Linked DNA regions of Zea mays: regions 1 and 3 are each linked to region 2. A link is a contact called in public Hi-C data. All regions are on one chromosome and are shown on one strand. Each heading gives the region's core, a stretch centred on a gene start, on an enhancer-like site or on the middle of the called end of the contact. The rest is flanking DNA. Distances are from core to core; before and after follow the strand shown. Region 1 holds the start of LOC103627622 (inorganic pyrophosphatase TTM1). Region 2 holds the start of LOC100279191. Region 3 holds the start of LOC100216759 (Dof zinc finger protein DOF2.1).

The links. A called contact is a pair of places that touch in the nucleus more often than the background predicts.
Region 1: a Hi-C map of ear shows a contact between it and region 2, with 2.0 times the contacts expected there. The contact joins the promoter of LOC103627622 here to the promoter of LOC100279191 in region 2. A contact is called at or near these places in 2 of 25 Hi-C or Micro-C datasets (ear and leaf).
Region 3: a Hi-C map of ear shows a contact between it and region 2, with 1.9 times the contacts expected there. The contact joins the promoter of LOC100216759 here to the promoter of LOC100279191 in region 2. A contact is called at or near these places in 6 of 25 Hi-C or Micro-C datasets (bundle sheath, ear, leaf and 2 more).

Annotation. Positions count from the first base shown.
Region 1 is chr5:209,561,663-209,565,960 of Zm-B73-REFERENCE-NAM-5.0, forward strand. It overlaps LOC103627622 (inorganic pyrophosphatase TTM1), which reads left to right and starts at 2,362. Exons shown (of 14, transcript XR_004849688.1): 1 at 2,362-2,701; 2 at 2,787-2,851; 3 at 3,441-3,810. LOC100273931 (carbamoyl-phosphate synthase small chain) reads left to right here. Exons shown (of 11, transcript NM_001148323.1): 10 at 659-824; 11 at 932-1,193. The coding sequence ends at 975.
Region 2 is chr5:209,308,499-209,312,411 of Zm-B73-REFERENCE-NAM-5.0, forward strand. It overlaps LOC100279191, which reads right to left and starts at 1,401. Exons shown (of 2, transcript NM_001152215.2): 1 at 1,068-1,401; 2 at 1-959. The coding sequence starts at 1,235.
Region 3 is chr5:209,486,032-209,490,017 of Zm-B73-REFERENCE-NAM-5.0, forward strand. It overlaps LOC100216759 (Dof zinc finger protein DOF2.1), which reads right to left and starts at 2,276. Exons shown (of 2, transcript NM_001143160.1): 1 at 1,539-2,276. The coding sequence starts at 1,592.

The DNA.
Region 1 (4,298 bases), core at 1,112-3,611, 250 kb after region 2:
TCCTACCTCTTACTTTTGTTATGCTTTATGTGAGTCATGTCTGTTAAAAACAACTTAGGAGGAACTAAGTGTCTTCGATATTAAGAAAGAAATTATCACCAGATTGACAGATTAGACTTTACGAGTTTTTGAAATTTGGTGGTCTGGGCATACATACACACCCATAAGCTGAGCCAGCTCAGTCTTCATTCAGCTTAAAAAAGAGTTGGGTTTAAATAATTACTACTTTATGTTAATTCTCCTTGCAATGACCACCGGCTATTGTTGTATCTCTAATTCTCTATTTGTTGTGAGAGGTGCTGCACGTCTTCCATCTGTTCCTTAAGTAAATTTGAGTTTCTCAGAGTCTTCATATAGAATTGTAGTTTTGTTTTGTTAGGCAATGCTACAACCAATAGCAGTATAACATGCTAGGGTGAGAGTAAATATGACAAGTCAGTTGAGATATAAAATCAGTTATTGGTTGAAATGAGTGGGGGTTCCCGCCAAGAAGATTATGTTTTACCTTCTAAGTATGGTAGTATCCATGCTGTTACTTTTCTCTAGTCCATGTTACTGAGAATCTGAAATCACTTTTTTTTTGGTACCTGTGATGCTTCCTAGCTTGTATTTGTAATCTGTATTGTCCTAAAGCATGTTTCGTTTTCGTTCCATGTAGAACCATAACTACGCAGTTGACCCAGAATCACTTCCAGAAGGAGCAGAAGTAACTCACGTCAATCTCAACGACAATAGTTGTGCTGGCCTTCAGTACGCCAAGATGAAGCTTGTGTCTCTCCAGTACCATCCTGAGTCTTCCCCAGGTCCGCATGATTCCGACACAGGTACATTTCTTTTGCTAGAATCTTCTGTTGATCCACCATGGTGTAGAACGTACTGCTATCTTAATGTGATTTAGCTGATGTCTCGATTCGTCTTTTGTGCTTTACAGCCTTCGGTGAGTTTATAGAGCTCATGAAGAGCAACAGATTGTGAGGGAGGGGAGTACTGGCAAAGGTCAACAATTGTCTTGGTGCTCTCTCGCAGCAAGCTCAAAAGAATTTGTTTCATTTTAGTGTTTTTCTTTGGGATGTTCATGTACTTGAATTTTGGGTCCAGAGGACATAGCATAAGATGCTCTGCAGCTGTACCATGAATTGAAGTAGTGAACTGGTTGAATTTCTTGAGAATAACATGTTATCAAATTGCACGGTACAGTATACTCAGATTATGCTCGCGAATTTCTGGCCGGCAAGTAAAGTGGTGAGCACCAGTAGACTAGTTAGTATAGAGATAAAGGATGGCCATGAAGGCTCGTCAGTGGATACTTCTGTTGTTCCAAGCTAATCAGATGTGCACAAGCACAACGTTGTTGCCAGCTTTTTAAATGACTGATGGAAAATCATCCAGCTTTTGTTGGCGACAAGGTTCGTGTAGATCGTTCGATGTGCATCTGATCTGGAAACTTTCTCGTTTATCCGTACTGCACCAGTAGATGCTCTGTCTGACCAGATTGACAGTGTGACGGGGAGGAAAGGGGTTTGGATTCTTTTTGTTGTTTTGTTGCCTTATTGGTATTTCTAATAATGTGGTCAGTACGTCTGTGTTCGAGGTTGAGATGCTCTGCTTTCCTTCCATTACCGTGTGTTTTCGGCAATTTGTTGTCGAAGGCACAGGATCTCTTATAAGAAAAGAAGAAAAAGATCACAAGACTTGAGAATTTGTACTTTCTCTTACAGCAATTTGCTAGATGTTTGGCCAGAGGTTGTGAGCACGTCACTTTCCTGGAAAGGCAAGCGAGAGTGCGAGAGAGAATCTGCCTTATAGGTTTGCCGTCTTGCCGAGCATTTTTGGGAGGTGTGACTCGGCTAGTCAAGTTGTATCGTATACGATATAGAGCACGGAATAATCGCGCTCCGCACTGCTTTTCAACCTGGTGTTCCAGGACGGGTTGTCCTCTTGTTCAATGTTCTTTACTTCTTTTTCTTCGTCCGTTGATTTTTTTCCAAGAAAAAAGAGCAAAAAGCACAATACAATTTCTAAGAAGAGCAAAAAGAGCCATACAAAAATCACCCAACTTGGCTAAACGAGAGTAAAGAATAGAGCCATAGCAACAACTATTCCTGAGAAGGCAATGCGCTATTGGTCGCGAGACCGGTTCTCATTCTACGTTTCCATCTCGTTTTACTCCATTGCCTCAGCTATATAACTGTTTGGTACAATTTTTTTTTCTAAAAACCTTTTATAAAAACTTGGATTCATGGATAATTTAACTGAGAATATGAATATCACGGGGTTATGTGTGTGTGGAGAAAGTTGAAGGATTCGTAGGGTTTAAGGTTTAGGAAGGGATGTTTTTTACTAACATGATGATTCGATCGATTCTGTATTTATGTTAATATAGATGATTTTTATTGAAGCGAATCTATAAAAACGTTTAACGGTTAGCTATAAAGCAGGACTCATATAAATTTTACACATACGCCTTTGGTAGCACATAGCACTAGTCACGTCCATGTCCATCCCGGCCCTTGGTAGCACTAACATCGAAGCATCCTCCTCCGTCCACGACCCACACCGCCGTGCTCAAATTCGGCCTTGCCAGCGCCGCCGAGCGTCCAGCGCCGACCCAAGCACGTGAGGAGTTGGACACCACCGAGAGGAACTCTCTGGTCCTGCTCGTGGTGGTCGTCGTCATCGCTTCCCGGGCCTGAGAACTGTGGTATTTCTCTTGTTCTGAACTCACCCCCTGCCTTTCCATAATTCCATCTCCGGTTCACCCCGCGTGATCTGTCTCGTGCGGCAAGGCGTACGCGTCCTTTCCCTCCCGCGGCAAGGCAACAGCCGCCGTCGCCCTAAGCCAGGTGCCCAGGTATTCGTCGGTCCCTTCGCCAGGCCTCCCTCGCTTGCCGCCAACGAGCACCCACTAGGTATCCGCAACCTCCCTCTCCCATTCATGCTGTGCGAAACCGATCACCCGATTCATGCTGTGCGAAACCCCATCCGAACCCTCGCTTAAGCTACTTGGCTATTTCGTATTCGGATCTGATCTAATTACGAGTGTATACACATGCTTACTAACTTACAACTTCATTTTTTTTGGCAAAAAATATTGGGCACCCACGTCCTTTACTGGGTCCGCCCCTTGTTCTTCGTTAGCGCTCAATTATTGTTCTGCACTTAATAGCTGGCGTTCTCACTGCATTGTAGAATATGCGCTAAAAGTAAACATCAAGTACAGAGTTACATGAAAGTATGTTACAAAAGTTAGATAAAGGAAAAGTGAAAGAAACAATGAAAAGGGGCTAGGAAGTAGGAAGTACAATATAATTGGATTCGGCAGTTCGGTTCGGTGACACCGACCTTGAAGCCAATCAGTCTATGTTTTGAGCCTCTTAGGGAACCCTGAATTCACATAGCTCTATTATATCTTTAATTTTCTATTTCCATCTGTTGTGCAGACTGTAGACTACAATTGCATCCTGAAGAATAAAATGGACCAACATGATTCCATGGCTGACTCACCAAGGAGGCGGCACAACCTTTTGCGTGACAAGGTCCAATTGGTGAAAAGGAAAGATTCAGATCGCTATGAGATCGTCCGCTTCCATGATCCACTGTCTTTTGAGAAAGGCTTCTTTGTTGTGATCCGTGCTTGCCAGCTTTTGGCACAGCACAATGACGGGATAATATTTGTTGGTGTTGCTGGCCCCTCTGGTGCTGGGAAGACTGTGTTCACTGAGAAGGTGGTCAATTTCATGCCTGATGTTGCTGTGATATCAATGGACAACTATAATGACGCAACTCGCATAGTCGATGGCAATTTTGATGGTAATTCTAATCACCAAGCACTTTGCATATTGTCTTATAGTTTCTTTAATCCGTATAACCAAGTTCCCGGATCGACGGGTCGAGGAACGGAAATGCGGTACGTGGTGCGCCACTAAACAAGGATTTTAATACCATGGGGACGATATTGTTCCTGCGTTCCCGGAATGGAACAAACGATCCTGGAATGAGGAACATGGCAAAGTTCCCTGTTCCTGGTTACTAGGCATATACCACTTTCTTCACAGCAACAAAACTTCTGAAAAAATAATAGGAGATAGTTATGTTACATATATCTTGAGCTGTGGTGTTGCACATTTGGTCATTTGGAAACTGCATACCACTGTGTTGATAATGGCATGATTATTATCTTATAATATTTATGGCACAATGTTAGTATCAGAGTGCTCTATTATTACAAACTGCATTCTCTAAGGTTATAATGTTTCCTACCAGAGAAATTGATATTTTCACCTCTTAAAACTTGCCCA
Region 2 (3,913 bases), core at 151-2,650:
TGCTGCTGCTGCTGCGGCGGCGGATGATGGTGGATGTGGAGCGGAGGTGGAGGCGGGTGGTGGCGAGGCAGTGGCTGTGGGTAGGAGGAGGATGGGGGCGAGGGCGGGACCTTGGCGAGGTGCTTGTTGTTGTGCATCCACACCTTGAGGACGCGCCGGGAGACGCCGACCTGGGCGCAGAAGGCGTCCACGGCGTCGGCGTCGGGCTTGTGGACGCGCCACCCGACGCGGTGCGCGAACTCGCGCATGAGGTCCTTCTGCTCCGCCGTGAACTTGGTCCGGAAACGCTTCTTGCTCGGCGCGGGGGGAGCGGAGGCCGACCCTCCTACTACGGCCACCTGCGCGTGCGTCGGCGGCGCGGGCGCGGGCGCGGGGCCGCGCAGCTCCTCGCTGGACGACTCGGCCAGCGCGGCGGGCGCGGACGCCGGGGACGCCGGCACGTGGTGCGGCGGGCGCGTGTGCATGTGCGGCGGGGCCAGCAGCAGCGGAATGGCGCGGGAGGAGTTGGCGCCGGCGGTGGGGGTGGGAGTTACCGCCGCCGAGGGCGATACCGCCACGCCGCCGCCGGGGACCGCCTCGCGTCTGTGGAAGCTGCGGTGGCAGCCGCAGGCGGCGCAGGCCAGCGCGGCGGCCCCGTCGCCCCCGGACGGCATGAACTCGCAGCAGCCGTCGAGCACGTGCGCGCCAAGCCGCGCCGCGTGGTTCCGCAGGCACTCCCGGTACCTCCACAGCTGGGCCGCTTCCACCACGGGCACGAGGCCGAGCGTAGAGGGTGCCGACGTTGGCGCGGCGCCACCGCCGAGAACGCCATTCTTGGCTGGTTCTTGGTGGTGGCGCCGGACATGGGGCTGCGCTCCCGCGGCTCTGTCCCTCTCCCTCTCCGCTTTCCTCGGATGGAGCTGCGCATGCGGCGGTTGTTGGCGGTGAGCCGGCGGGAAGCCTGGTGGAGGCAGCGGTGGCTGCATCACCAGAGATGAGTTGGGAGGCAAGAGCGGCCTCGAGAAGGCGGCAGAATCCATCAGCTGGGAGGGGTGTGAGCAGCCGAGGCCAAGAGCTTGGGCGTGCACCTGCTGCTGCTGTGGAGCGCCTACGGGTGCCACCGCCGCCGTGGTGTAGCGAAGGCCTCTGGCCTCCTCCTCATCCTCCTCTTCTTCCTCGTTCTCGTCGTCTTCTTCTTCCTCCTCCTCCTCGTCCTCTTCTTCCTCTTGCGCATGCGATGATCTCTTGTACTCCATGGCTTTTTTTTTTTTGGCTCGCAGGGTTTGGTGGTCTCTTTAGGTGTAGGAAAAGGATTTCTTTCTTTCCCTCCTGACTTTGCTTTGCTTTCTCTTGCGAGGCTGTGTTGCTGTCGCTGTGCGCTCTACATGTAGGTTTTGGGGAAGAAATAGGGGTGTTGTGTTGGCCTCAAGGGTGAAGGGAGAAGGAGATGGTGATGTGGATTATATTTCTCGGTAAAGTTGAGCTACGTTACGAAGAACCGATAAAAATACACTAACCATAGCAATCGCAATAACAGTTTTGGCCCAAATAAAGTGGGGAATGTTTCCTTGAGAGAGATAGAGAGCTACTAGCTAGTTATAGAGGAAAAAACATATCCATCTTTTCCATCCATCATCCATCTATGCTTGCACCCTTACCGAGAGCAAGGAGGAGGAAGAAGGGAACAACGACAAAGGGAGAGTTGAAGAGTGAAGAGGGGAACCCGGCTAGGCAGGCCTAGGCCTGGCTTGTTTTGGGTGTGTATTTTGAATGAGTCTAGCCAGTCTACCGCTCCCCCACACAAGGCAGTGGTGAGAGTGACTTGCGGGTGGTGACCGGTGTGAGGGAGGAGAAGCCCTTGTCCACCGACAGCGCCATGTTTCACCCCCTCCCACACCTGCACTATGGCCTACCGGCCAGCCACCATCACCACACTCCTCCTCCTCCATGGCCATTGTCATTTCCTCTCTCCGCTGCCCTAGCTTAGCTTTGCTTAATCGTACTCGCCGTCGCCGCGGCTCTCTGTTTAGCTCCCAGTCCCAGTTGTGGGCAGTGCCAGTGTGACCTACTCACCACACCGCAATAAGTGCAGCTGTGTGGTATAACCCCACATTGACTCCAAGTACATCCATGCGCGTCTCCTACTGCCTCGCATCTCTTGCTGCATTTACGCCCTTGGCCGGTACTAGTACCTGTACCGACAATGTACCTGTACGTATGGTAAAATATGACCGTCCCTGTTTCCTTTCAAAATCTATTACACGCCAACATGCAGTCCACATCGTCACCTGATCAAGCAAGTGGCCTCACAATTGTCACTCGCTAGACCAGTAAACCTTTTTAGCGGCTCACTTGCCGACCAGACCCTCTGCTGAGCAACCCTGCGACTGCGAGGCGTAGCGCTCGACCAGGTCCTCTGCCGAGTAACTCTATGAGGTGGAACGGGTGACTAAGTCCATAACGACCAAGACTCTGTCGAGCGATCCTGTGAACCGGAACGTCCGAGCAACTCAGCAAGGCGAAGGTCCTGATCCAGCACTGTTAACCCACGTCAACTATGCTAAGACGTGTCATCATCAAGCCACGTTCGGACATACGTGCGGCACACCAAAGGGACGCCGAGAAGTCCCTATCAGCACGACGACACGCCACCGCGTACGGTCCCGACGTATCCCGACTGTGCTGGGGGCGAGTCAACCTCAGTCATGCCGGAACTAAACACCGTAGTCTCTAGATTGATTCATATTCCTTTCCTTTAGAGACGGAGTTTGTGGAACGTTGCTGAATCCCTTTTAATAAAATGCCTTTAACCATCAACTGCGTGAGTGCATCTGTGCCGTACGTGCAGTGCAGGCCGAGGCACCCTAAAATCCAAGCTACCTGCCTACTAGTAGGTGCCACAGCTACTAGCAGTAACGTCCTTCCATTCCATCCCATAGCACGAAGACACTAGCTAGGGGGGGTCTAGCTGTCCGGTAAAAACCGTGGTTTCACGCACCAACGCGTAGGGGGGGCAGAACGGTCATCAGATGCTGGACAGCTTTGGGAATTGAGGACGCTGGGGCCCCTTCCGCAAAACACCATCGTCAGGCCACTCCATTGGTGTGCCATGGGTCTGCCACTACCATTGTCACGCCTTCACTTTCACCCCTTCCCTAGCGATCTTTATTTTCTTCCCTTCTGGAGTACGTATTTTGTTTATTTGGCTTCAGATGTCTAGTCGCCTCGTCTACAAGAGAAAAAGGCGGTTGGCGAGCGAGTGTGCCACACACGCTGCAATTTGGCATGCATGGCAAGCAGTGCAACACAGCTGTCCTCCTACACTGCCTGCCTCCCTGCCAACGAGTGAGAGGGCACTGCCCCTGCATGCCTTCGGTCTCTGTTAGTAGCTGTGTCAGCTGCAATCAATAAAAATAAAATACGATAGAAACATAACTGTAGCTAAATTGGCTACAGATTTAAAGTCGCAGTAATCCGCAGCGAACAAGTCGGCACACCGGCTCCGCACGCTGGCCGCTGCTGCTGTTGGGGGTCTGGGGTCTGGACCGCGCGCTCCTGGGCGCACTTGGACCATCTGATCACCATCAGGATTCAGAGGCCGGCGATCACATCACGTCGGTCGCAGCGCACGCCCCGGCCCGGATATAAACGCAGGAACACATCCGAGGGGATGGAATGGATCGTGAACCGGCGAAGCCGTCCCTTTCTTTTTGTTGCGTCGCGTCCATCTCCGACTGTGACTCCATGCATGTCAACGTCGATCTGGTTGCCGATGGGCCAGTGTGGCCGTCTGCTGCCACAACGGGGAGCATAACACTGGCCCTTAAGCAACGTGTTTTTTTTCCCTTGCGTTTGCGTGTTTATCACTAGCTACTAGGGGAATGTCTCCGCCACGTACGTGCAAATCCCGTCCTCGTGTAATCATGCCATCTCG
Region 3 (3,986 bases), core at 1,026-3,525, 180 kb after region 2:
GTTAAAGCCAGGTAGATCAGGCGATCAAAATGGACTTGTTCAAATCTCTTTTTATCTCTGTTGCTTTTGCTTGCAATATATGGTTTAGGATCTGACAGCATTGCACTTTCTACTGTTTGTGTATTTTGTGTTTTGCGACATCTTTTGTGAGTACTCGCTCCTTGTAGAGTTCCATTTTAGTTTCTCTCTCTCTGTTAGTGCAAGTATATAATGATTCACTTGCGGCCTTATTGGATCCTGGTGTAAGCAACGTAGGTAGCTAGAAAAGAAAAATGTCACGCCCTTTGGATCCTTAGAATTGAATTCCATTCTAATAATAGTAATTTAAGCAAAAAAAAACAATTAAACTATTATGGTCTGTATACTATTATTTGCAATATGGGAGAGATATTCATGTGATACATTTTTAATATAGATGAGTGAACCGAAGAGCGACTTATAAGTTACAGAGTAGAAACATATTTCGTTGATACGTAAAATCATTTTCCATACTCCACCTCTATGAATTTGAGATGTGCTTATATCTAAGCTTTGAAAAGCGGTAAAATATCAAATTTCAAGCCAAATAGACTACTATATTAAGTAAATTCTAATTCCTTCAAAACGAATAGATCCAAATGGGCCGTCAATGAAAACTACTGCACAAAAAATTAAAAGAGCACTCCCTCAATCCTAAAATAGATGTTCATTAAATTTGTCGTGAAATCAAAATTTTATAAATTTGATAAAGTATATAACAAATAATATTAATATTTGTATCTTCAAACAAGTTTATGATTAAAGTATATTTTATAACTAATCTAATAGTAGTTACTAATAGGCCTTGTAAGTATTGGTATTATTATATATATTTAATCAAATTTAGAAAGAAAAAAAAGTTTATACTAAAACTACAGCAAGTGAAAGAAATGCATGCTGCCACATGTTTCTGAGTTGATAATAGTTCATCAAAAGAAACACTAGTTTCCTCAAGGCTATAAATGTGCCAGACCGTCGATCTTACGCTGTAAATGTACCTTTGATAATATTAACCATATATGCTACTAAACAACCATTGTTGATGACAAAAAAATAGCAATCAAGGAGACATATATAGTGCAGAGATCAACAAAGAGGAGTGAGCTGCCTACACGCATGTACACACACAAACACACAAAAGGATCGATTGGGAAGCAAGACATGCATGAATTAACGAACCAGAAAAAATATCACACAACTGCTAGCCTAATTAATGATATCTGGTATATAACTATATATAGGCCTTACGAAATCTTGACGAACAGAAAACATAGGGGGGGAGGAGGAGAAGTGAACCAGGGATGCAAGGAATTGTACTACCGCGCGCGTGTGACAGACGGCTAGGGCTCATGTATATGTATATTGGTCAGATCCCATGTCCTGGGCCTGGGGAGACCGGGAGATGCATGCATGAATTATATGTATGCACAGGAGGGATAGATGCCAGATAATGAGGTAATCACAAATTAAGAACAAACTTCTTGTGCGACGAGGGATAGATGCCAGATCATGGTACGTACCTTGAGCCAGTCCGAGTCCAGGCAGATGTGCATCGGCGGTGCCCCGGCCATCATCAGAATACGTCGGTCACTAGCCGAGTACCCTAGCCAAACGTGACGATCGCCGTGGTCTGTTCTGCCAAGCAGATCGACGAGCCACACGCAAAACCTAGCTAGCTAGACACACACAACACACCACGCGGACACACCCCCACAAAACTGTGCAGCCGGTAGCTAGTTCATTACCCTGATCGTCATATATACTATAGAACTGGCCTTCTTCCTCTCTGCCGGTGCCTTTGCCTTGCCGACTAATTGGAAGGTAGCGAGGACAGGGCCACCGAGCGATGATGTGCAGAGCAAATAAACATAGACTGAAGGAAAGAACGGATGAGATAATAGTGCGTGGTGCGAAGGAGGGGGCTAGCTAGAAGAAGCTAGAGCAGAGGAAGAGAGGAATCTGGTGGTGCCGCCGGTTGGTGGAGAGATGCGAGCGAGAGAGCTCTGGGAGATGTCAATAAGAAGGAAGGAAAAGTTGCGCGCCCGACCCCAACCCCGAGTGATAGATAGATCGCTATTCGCTACGAGAGAGAGAGAGAGAGAGAGAGAGAGAGAGAGAGAGAGAGCGCGCACAAGGGCCGGGGTGGCCCACGGTGTCGGGGCCAGAAGCGCCCGGCACTCCGGCAGCGTGGTGAACGGAGGAGACGCGTCCGGGACCGGGAGGGGAGCCTAGGACCTGGGTGGGAGCGGGGAGCCGGGGAGTAGAGAGCCGGAGGCCGGAAGAGAAGAGTGGAAGGCGGGCGGGTCGGCCTAGCTCGTCGCGTCGGCTTCCCCACGCCACACTGCCGCGGTCCCCGCAGCCCCATGCCATGGGCCCGCCGCCGGCTCGCGTCCCGAGGCGTGCGCGGCTGTCGGTCCGTCCTGGCTCGGCGGCCTTCACTTCACCAGCCTACTACTCCGGCTCGGCTAGGGCCCTACGCTGCTGGCTGGCTCTCATCATCTAGTACTACCAGTCACACTTTGGCGGTCTAGCGGTGTGTAGTATGTGTGTTTGGAGACTTTGGTCAAACTTTGCCATGTGGACCGAGTGGACGCTGCGTGCGGCGTGCCTGCGTCTGCTACCGCGCGCTAGGCGCTACTAGCAACCTGCACTTGCTGCTGGTAGTAGCGTGTGAGCTTTGAATTGAAATGATCTTTGGCACACACGATCCATTCTCCCAAAATGTGTGCTATTTATTTTATTTTATTTTATTTTTCCGAACGACGCTTTCCTAAAAAAATTACTTGTACTTCATTTGGTAATATTTTCTTTTCATGACATTTATGCCATGCTACTACAGTTTGTACCCTAAAATAAGATGTCAAATCATTCAAAAAAATGTTTTAAATTATTATAGAAGACCGAGGGTAGAGTGACATTATCATTAATGCATGCATGTGGCATTGTGACCAACTTAAATCAGGGGCCGCAGCTGTTTCCACTAATTCCCTAGCTGAAAAGAGCTACTACAATGACAAACTGACGTAGTGACGTCGCATATATCATGGTCATGCGTAGCCATGACGATACCATCCCGGCCACGTGGAATATTTCGGTCCCTGTGAGGAATAGGCTAGAAAACCGAAAGCACACTACAATTTGGGGGGCCCTGGGCCCATGCGTTGCAGGTTCGTCTTCACCCCGATCGGCCCGGGCGCCTCTCCGTCCGTCGTCGTCGGTCATCCTATTCTAAATAAAAATATACATACTACGTAGTACAGAATTTCACCTGGACTACGGCGGTCTAGGTACGTGTATGTATGGCGCCGGGCGGGCGGTGGTATGTATGGTCTCGGGGCGGGGCCGTTCAAAAGCATGCTTTCGGAGGTTCGAAAGGCATGTAGTAGCAAAGAAGAGACAAGGATAGCAGAGCCGAAGCATCTCTCCCTTTCCTGATTCAAAATTTTGTCCCGCTTTTGCGCTTTAGCTTGGCCTTTTGCGAGCTCGCCGTCCGCAAGCAAGGTATCCATTCGCATTCCCTACTAGTGCTAGCTCGCTCGCCAGATCAGTCATCCTCTGCGGCCACTGGTCGTCGTCGTCGGTCGACTTGTTGTCTCTGGTTCTGGCCACCAGATGCATGCATGGGCTCGTCGCGCATGCCCGTCGCCGTCAGGCGTTTCGGCGCTCTCCTTCGATCCTGCTTGCTGGTGTCACCACGGCCTCATGATATGAATATATGGTCTGTGTACGTACGGTGCTTGCATCGCGTTTCCACACTGCTCTTGCACTGTTGTCCGGTGTGGATGCAAGTTGCTGTTCGTTCGTGGATGCGTGTGCTGTGTCCCGATGCCTCATGCCTGTGAGTTTAGTTTATGCGAAAAAACATGCGTTGGCAGAGCTACGCCCACATCACACGTACTGCAGCTGACAAGCTGAAGGTCAGTATAGGACCGGCATGCAGTTTGGCCAGAGCACTCAGAGAAGTTGCT